Linked DNA regions of Bicyclus anynana: region 2 is linked to region 1. The links are chromatin contacts, called in public Hi-C maps. All regions are on one chromosome and are shown on one strand. Each heading gives the region's core, a stretch centred on a gene start, on an enhancer-like site or on the middle of the called end of the contact. The rest is flanking DNA. Distances are from core to core; before and after follow the strand shown. Region 1 overlaps LOC112051626 (homeobox protein cut). Region 2 has its middle 140 kb from the start of Trnam-cau.

Region 1 (4,716 bases), core at 959-3,458:
CATATATTATCCATAGACCACCGGTTATGACCATAGATAACAAATAGAGTTTTTATTTAATGTCAAGAAAATGAAGCGAGAAATTATACGTCTTGATTCTTTACAATTAAAAATGATTTGTAGATTTACGTGGGTGGTTTTTAGTTTACATTATTGACTTAACAAGCAATTTTATATTTATAGATTTTTTATTTTCATATATAGGTAATTAAGATAATTACCGTGTTACATTTTTTTATAAATTGATTCTTATTTCGTAATAGCGACTCATAGCCCACACATTAATTGTAACTAATTACACGAGGCAGGGTAAAGATGTAAAATGGCGTCTCACAAATCGCGCCGAACTGACAAGTTAAACAGCCCATCTTCTGCGACAGATCTGTGAAATATACGCTTCTCAAGATAGGCGTGTCATTAATTTATCGCTAACGTGTCACATTTATTTGTTTGTACTTCTGATTCCCATGATGTTTAAAGATTACAGTAGAGCAGGTAACCCGTTTCAATTAAAATTTTTCGATGTGTCAAATTTGATTGTTGTGTGTTGCCATTAAATCACCGGTTCCATTATTTTGGGTAAAAGGCGCTTGCCAAGTGTATGTGGTAACAATAACTCTTATTGCGCAAACTACAAATAAATCAACCTTTTTGAAGTGATTTATCCCACAATAATAATAGCTGTTTTGTTCACACCGAATTTCGGGATTCGTTTTAAATGATCGCTTTTGTGGAATCGAAACATCGCGTGGGCGGGGATGTGTTTACGATAGTGCGGTTACCGCTTATAAAATAATTGCCGGTCGACGCACGACGAGTAATGTGCCCTTAATATGTTGAAGAGCTTTATTGGAAATCGCATTTAATGTTGAACACACATCTAAAACAGTCATAAACAAATGTAAAAATACATGTGGCACATTTACTTCACGGAGTTGGTCGTACCTATATAAACTGTAAATGTACCAAGGTACCAACTTACAGTGATAATACTCGTATGTACCTATTGTTAATTTTTTTGTTAAAGAAGGTTTCGATATTATATGAGGACGTTTACTGTACGTTAAATTCCATTAACTTAGGTAACAAACTCTTAAATAAAATTCGCGAGGCCGATTACCTGTAAGATTTTTTATAATTATTGCACAAAATGCATTGGCTAGACATACCTACATAAATGACATCTTAAAAAGGCCAGAACCCAAAGTCGGAAAGTTTAAAAAAAAGTCTCATTAGTCTATTGGTAAATACGATTGTTTCGCTTACATTGCACCTACTGTGCCTATGACACATATAGGTTCATTCATATCTGATGCCAAAAGTCCGTATCATTGCGTCCTCAGCACAATTAGTGGGGCTAAAATAAGATTGCACTAAATTATCACAATCAAGCCATCTCGACTAGCGCGCAATATATTCGTTAAACGCATCTATTTATAAGCCGTCGTCCTTTTATCCAGATAGCTTCTGGGTTGTCATGATGACACATGATTCACCGCAAAATGGTGTTAATTTCACCAGTTTTATAAAGTGAATTAATTACGTTAATTATTCATTATGTATTGAACAAGTAGTAATAGCGTAAATCTTGATTGTTGGTTAAGAGACTAACTAATATCCTAAACTATCCCAGATACGTAATAAAATTTGATGTTTACTTTCTTTAGTCCTTTTGAACCTGATGATATTGATAAGAAGTAAAGTTTAAAAAACCTGTAAATGATCTATAGGTACATCTACGCACTCGTATCTATTGATAAAATTCGCAGTCGAAACTGTGCAGTCAAATAAAAATTTACTCGACCAATGCATTAAATTTTCTTGAAAACTTATGTAGGTACAGTCTACAGGACTGAATTTGATGAATTGCATGATGTGATGAAGTGAATGATGATTTAAATGATGCTTTGTCTTGATAGGACAACAAAGGAAGTAAACTATCTAATAAGTTTAACAAATACCTGATAGAAGTTAGGTGAGAGCGGAGCAAACGACACTCGACCGAATGTTGTCTCGCTTGCAAACATTTACGCGTAACAATTAGGTAGTTTGCTGCTATTATCCCGGACAGTCGGTTAGGTATAACATCATAAAGTGTATACCGAGACATGGTATTATAATCATAAATATGCCCGTAAAGAGGTCTGATTGCTTCGTCGGAAGCCATCAAAGCGGCCGCGGGCCGGCGAGCATTCTTGGCGAAATAATTTCTTGACCCTACGCACTCGCCGCCACTCGACAACAGATGGCGTTGCGCGTACATTGTTCATCGCATACCCGGGCTTTTTATTTTAGACTTTTTGCGTTATTTCAGCATAAACGCTCTTTAAGCGGCTATTTAGTTTTTCAAAGGCGCTTTCTAAGTGGTTGCCGTGCCGGGGGAGTTTTTGCGAGACATGTCTTTTGTTATAAGTAGGTAGGTGGCTACCCTGCCAGTAGTAATTGCGCCGTAAATTAAATGTCTGCCTCACTCATCGTAATGTTATGATTGGCTCCTTTACAAGACACGAATATTTTATGACTTTAATAGTATAGAACAAACCACAAATCTAGAATTTAAAATGCTTTTAATGTCTCCTCTGATCGATAGATGGCGTAGATATTCAAATAGTATCTTGAGCTTTCAAATATAATCCAACATTAGGTACTTAAACTTATTAAAAAACGGACGGTCCTATAAAATTAGTTTAAGACTAAGTAATTATTTAATATGTAGGTACTGACAAAATCACACAAGTTAATGGAATAATTATGTTGCTAACTTATTTTGACTTTAACTCGCAGTTGATCGAGTAATAATTATGGGATTATCCATGGGTGAGAGTTTATTTGTTGTTTGGAAGTTTGTGATTTACGATATATTGTTCAGCACTGCCGGTCTACGATGTGTCGAAGAGTTACTGTTTGAGTTTTGATTTAGTTTAAATGTTTTTTTTTAAAAGGATTAAATGAAAGCTTCATCATCATCCTATTATTACCACGTGGGTTGGTGAGGATAGGAAAAAAAATATTCGACTCTTTATAGATCACTATTAAAAAATAGCTGTTTTTTTTTCAAAAAATTTAAAATTTCTCAGCTCTAACCTCAATATTTCTTAGGCCGACCCGGGAATTGTACCCAGGACCACTTTATCCGAAGCTGCAAAGGCTAACCATTGAACCATATAGTTAGCATGTAGAGTTCAATAAAATCTAATTTAATTTTAGCTGGATAATATGCATAAAATAAATCATAATTACTCGTATGTGCACTTTATTAAGTTATTGACTTACGAATTATAAAGTTAGTAAAAAATAAAAAAAAACATCAAGTTACAAATTACAAATTGCTCCATACATCCTTATTTGAATTAAGATTTGAAAAACTGTTTTTTTAAAGACAAACAAATATTTATGTATTTAGTTAATTACGTTAGTTTTCATACTTCTCCAAAACGGCTGAACCGATTTTAATGAAATTTTATATGTAAATTCAGTAGGTCTGAGAATAGGTTTTTATGTATTTTTCATACTCCTTGATGAGGCTTGTAAACCCAAAAATTTATAAGGCAAAACAACGTTTGCCAGGATAGCTAGTTAATATAAACTTTTTACTAAAGTAGTAAAATGGTGTCCATTGTTCGGTCAATGGCGGGATTATCGGGACCGGTTCAGAAACTGTAGCTGTCAGAAGCGTTTAAAGCAAAGTTGGCAACTTGCAAATGTATCGCGAAGGGAACACACTCGTCCGCATCGAGCTTAATGCCTTTCAGTTAGACTCGTCTCGAACTTTGAACTGGAAATTTGAAATACGAACATTTTTATTTTTAATTTGAATCGTGGGCACGGACCAGAGATAATATTTTTTTTATGGGTAAGGTTTAATTTATTGTTTTTTTAAAGAATATTTCCCACATCTTTATTATTTTTTTAATATGACTAATATTTCCATTCACCTCCAACTAGTCAGAAAAAGACTGTGTTGCTGGAGTGGGTATTGAGGTTTTTATTGGGCGTTTCGAAAGTGTTTGTAAACTAAGCCATTGAAATAAATGAATTTTGACTTTTTGATTGCATTATCACTTACATGGCGAGATTGTAGTCAAGAGCTAACTTGTGAAGAATAAAAAAATCTATTGCAATCTAAAGCACTTGATATTCGAACGAAGCAAGCCATTATTCAATCCCTTACCGATAGTTTCTTCGTTCTACAACCTTGCGTTTCATTACACGCAATTTTCCAGCAATTTCACAATGGACAAAAGCCCAATTGAATATTAAAATTTGCTTAACGCTTAACCAAGAGCACTACGGCAGTTTAGACTTTAGAGTGTACGAGCTAGAATGGATAACTAAACGAGGAACTTCGGCAAAGCTTTGGTGTCCTGCGCGGACCGATAGTGGCCATTGAAAATAGATTTTCACGCTTCGCCCCAAGTCCCGACCGCTTTGGAGTGCCAAACTTTATCCTAATATTGTATTCGAAGGCTTTTCGACGGCTGAAAGGTTTTAGATCTTAACATTACCAGTGGCGTAGCGTGCTTTGGAGGGGCACTGTATCACAATTGGTTTTGGGGGGCCCAGAATAAAAAAACGATTGCATAAAATATCTGACATATTATGTGTCAGTGATTTAATCTATGTAGGATGTTTGCATTTTTAGGCACGCTTAACCCGTGATAAAATATTGCTTTTTTGAATTGGCCATATTTAAAACATACATGGCAAATGTTAAAA
Region 2 (4,716 bases), core at 940-3,439, 380 kb after region 1:
AAAGACCCCTATCCAGGAGCACCTTGCATTCAACCAACATGTACGTAACTTGCCATTGCCTCACCACAAGTATAATGATTTTTCAAAGTGCACATCGTAGTTAATCTGATCTCGGATGGCACCAATACATTTGTCGCGTGTCTCCTTTACATCCGCATATACAAACTTTTTTATAATTTGTATTTCAAGGTTAAACACTAACAGCAATTACGTAGAAGATCATAATAGACTAATAATCAATATTTATTCTTTAGTTTTTGTAAATACTTTTAAAATATTTAAAAACAAACAAACAAAAAAAGGCGCTATTTTTCTTGAATAATGTTGGAAAATACTGATGCAGTCTAATCCAAAACTTCATTTGCATCCAACTTTGCTAAAAGAGTTTTACCGGTAGGTATAATCTATACTAAAGAGTTAGTTTGTTTGTATTGTTTGTTTGTTTGTTGGATTCAACGCGCTAATCTCAGGAAATGCTGGTCCGATTAGAAAAAATCTTTCAGTGTTAGATAGCCCATTTATCGAGGAAGGCTATAGGGCTATCACACTAATAGGATATATATTATCCACGTATTCCTACGGGAATGGTAACCATGCGGGTGAAACCACACGGTGTCAGCTAGTATTCAAATGTTTATTTTTGTAAAGTCTAATGGCTATATTTAAAGTTGTGAACTTAAAGTTGTGAGAGTTTTATACGTATCCAATCTAAGACCTTCATCATTATCAGCTGATGGACGTCCACAGCTGGACATAGGCCTCTTGCATGGACTTCCAAACAAAACGGTCTCGAGCCGCCAGCATCCAGCGGCTCCCTGCAACCCACTTGATGTTTTCGGTCCACCTAGTGGAGGGTCGACCAACACTGCGCTTTCGCCATTCCAGCACTTTGGACCCCAACGTCTATTATCATATTTTTATTTAAGCCTACTACAAGTACTAATGAACTTGTTAACCACTACGATTATGTTAATGAACTGCCGCGGATCAAGGCTAATATAATGAACGCTTAAGATTACACGCAACGATAGCATACATACAGAAGCCCAAAGAACAATTTTATTATTATAGCAAACGAAATTCGCATAAAACTTAACATTTTTGCAAAAGCCTTAAGCCGTCATGACATTTTAAAACTAGTTGTCCTTCCAGGAACATATGGACATGATATAGAGAGCCTTCAATCGATCAAGCGTGAAATTGTCCGTCTCTTTCCGCGGAGCGATATTGAGTGACCAATATATTGGGGAGAGGGAGATGGGTAGTTAGAGGACAGACCACGCCCCCATCGATCTGATAATGAAAACAACTTGCTCCGCTCAAGCGCATGATTTTTATCTCATCGTGAGTTTGACTTCGCGATTACACCGCGTGCTGAGGCCTTTTGTATTTAAAATTATCTTTATTTAAGGTGACCTCCCATAGGCCTTTATAACGCGAACATAACCTTAACTCAGAAAGCGCTATTTACAAGCACAGTTTACTTTCTTTCTTCTACTAAAAGTACCTCTTCGATAATTACATCTACACTGCATACTTCGTTATTAAAGGAGATCGATAAATTTTCATTAATTATGAATCAGATTTTCAGTCACAGACACAGATATTATGAATAATGTCTTCAATATTATAAATATTGTATTGGCTCTTTTCAGTAGAAACTGAAAAGAACTGAATAATGCCTTCAGAACTGGCGGTAGAATCTCTATAATAGTCAAAACTTGACGCTTAAAACTAAGCCTATGAAAAACTCTATTTAAAATAACATTAACGTCTCTGTCATATTCTTGTCATGTATATAACGTATTGATGTATTATTCGAATCACTAGCACAAATAATCAAATAGTTTACCAGAATATTGTAAATAATATGACTTTCTTGATGACTCTTTTCAGTAGATACTGCCTTCAGAACTGGCGGTAGAATCTCTACAATAGTCAAACTTGACGCTTAAAACCAAGCCTATGACAAACTCTATTTAAAATAACATAAACGTCTCTGTCCTATTCTTGTCATGTCTATAACATATTGATTTATTATTCGAATCACTAGCACAAATAATCAAATAGTTTACCAGATATAACATGAACTTAGAAAATATATTACTTCACAGCAAAAGTGTATCAAAGAGCTCGGCGCGGCTCTGTTCGCACTTCAACGCACCATGGGAAATCACCTTAACTTTGAACGTGGGAGCTACGGATATTCAAAAATGTTTTATTGCATTGAGTCACGACTGTACGTGATCCCTCATGGGGTTAGAGTCGTTGACACGGTAATGACGGATCTTGATTGCTCTTGTCTACGATCGGCATTTTCACGAACTAACTTACCTATAGATATAATAACACTAGCGGACGCCCACGACTACGTCCGATTAGACCTCTTTAATCCGGCTCTATCGCAAAATCCGTTCTCAGTGGATACCTACTAACTATAAACTACCTTCCTGCCAAATTTCAGCTTTGTACAACAAGAAGGTTTTCGAGATTTCGTGACGAAACCTTTCGCATGTATATGTTAAAGATTAAAGAAGAAATAAAAATAATTTATTTAACAATTTATTTCGAGGCAAAAATTAATAGAAACATTAATTTTTGTATTGTAGAATTTTCTGAGTTTATAAGGAAATGTATTCCTATACAGCTAAAGAGTAGATCTAGGGAAACATAATGTACTCGTATATCTCAATACTATAACATTTCTCTTCACTCATTATCACTGAACCATTTCTAGCTGTAGGTATCCAATTATTTGATATTCGAATAACTCATCTTTCTGATTATATGTAGTTCAGTCTAGTAAACTTTCTTAACTAATGTAAAAAAATGTCTAATCATTAGTCTTGGGAGACCGTGCTGTCTCTTGCTCAGTAACTTTCTTTCCAAGAATAAAATTGAAGCCAATATTTCCTCTAAGTACCTACCTAAGTGTTTAGAGACAACAAGCCTTATTACTTACCTTATTATTACTATCACTTCCTTATTATTACTTCCAGTACATAGATATACATTTGATATAAAGCTTTTATAGTACAGAAGCACAATTACAATAAAAAAATAAAAAGTAAAACTTCTTTATAATACGTCATCAACCCATATTCGGCTCACTGCTGAGCTCGAGTCTCCTCTCAGAACGAGAGGGGTAAGGTCATTAGTCCACCACGCTGGCCCAATGCGGATTGGCAGACTTCACACACGCAGAGAATTAAGATAATTCTCTGTTATCAGGTTTCCTCACGATGTTTTCCTTCACCGATTGAGACACGTGATATTTAATTTCTTTAAAATACACACAACTGAAAAGTTGGAGGTGCATGCCCCAGACCGGATTCGAACCCACACCCTCCGGAATGGGAGGCAGAGGTCACACTCCACTGGGCTATCACGGCCTCTATAATAATAGCCCTTTTATCTTCTTTATAATAATAGCCTTAAAATATCGCACATTTTAATTTTCGTTTCGATTTAATTTTTTGTTTTTTTACTGTAAATATTTAAAATTTGAGAGCAAATATCATAGATCAGCATCGGCACATATATCTCAAAACATTACGAGATAAAGAACGATCTTCGACCCAAATAATAATCGTGTCTGCACTTTTTTCAGAAGCCCCGTTTCATCTAAAGCAATTAGGCGCGCGCCATTGACAAAGATTAGTTTCGAGCGTTTTGATTTTACAGGGAAATATGGCGGGAATATGCTGGTAGTAATTTTTATCGCCAGCTCGCATCCCATCTGAAGTTGGAGATTAATGATCCGCCGCGTCTAGTCATACGGTTCCGCCGAATGCCGTAAAAACTGCGCGCAATTCTGTTTTTATGCCGATGTGGGAATGTAGATGGAGGTGGCATTTTGGTGATATTGTTGTGGTATTAGGTGAAAGGTCTTTATAGGCTGATAGATTAATCGAAGAGACTTCGACTGTAGATTGTAAGGTTGGCAGTTATATCCTGGGCACGCATTTATAACTTGAAGCCTGAAATCTGTGAAAACTTGATGGATTAAGACGAAGATTCATTTTTATTTGGCAGGTTAGAACTAGTCTGAGTTTGTAAAAACTTGTCTTTTCAAAGGTAGGGTATATTATGGTCACAAATAACTTCAAGGTGAAAAAAATCCGCTATAACTGGATGGATTTTGACTTAATTTTTCTAACTTTTGTCTAACTTTGAGGCCTGTGATTTCAAAGATAGTCTGATGGGTTACACACTCATTATTTATTTGAAAGGTTAGGAGTTATCTATGTCCCGGGCACGCATCAATGTACGTTATAATCAAATAAAAATAATTATTAAACCTATTTCTATGTATCTCAAAATTCTCTACAATGATCTCTAGAGGCTAGCAGTCCATAAACTGCATTTAGTCGGCAGGCTGGAGTATGACCTAATGATACAAAATAGATATAGCAAACGTAACAAACAAAAACTATCAATGTTATACATTATGTGTTAAGAATGGGTATGTATTGTCTATGAGTATTCTTACTAATAATAAAAAATAATTTTAAATTGGCATTCGTCTAATCTAGAATGTAGATTAAATTTTACTGTTTCTTATATCTAGATCTCTATTATAAATACGTACTTTCAGAATAAAACGCGTTAAGTAATAATATTTGAAGTAATACTATAATAGAGATTTTTATATACCGCATCCATTAAAAAAATTGTCGTGTAAGCCACACATCGTACCCCTACCTTTAATTGCTG

Evidence for each region. A called contact is a pair of places that touch in the nucleus more often than the background predicts.
Region 2: a contact with region 1 is called in a Hi-C map of whole larva, with 10 times the contacts expected there. The contact joins two enhancer-like sites. A contact is called at or near these places in 2 of 2 Hi-C or Micro-C datasets (whole body and whole larva).

The regions. Positions count from the first base shown.
Region 1 is chr8:5,910,798-5,915,513 of ilBicAnyn1.1, forward strand. All of the region lies in intron 8 of LOC112051626 (homeobox protein cut), which reads right to left. Among protein-coding and RNA genes, the nearest start is that of LOC112051623, 19 kb to the left of the region's middle. Within about 2 kb of position 2,209, at least 1 of the 8 cell types and tissues checked has open chromatin away from gene starts, as enhancers often do.
Region 2 is chr8:6,286,737-6,291,452 of ilBicAnyn1.1, forward strand. No RefSeq gene overlaps it. Among protein-coding and RNA genes, the nearest start is that of Trnam-cau, 140 kb to the right of the region's middle. Within about 2 kb of position 2,190, at least 8 of the 8 cell types and tissues checked have open chromatin away from gene starts, as enhancers often do.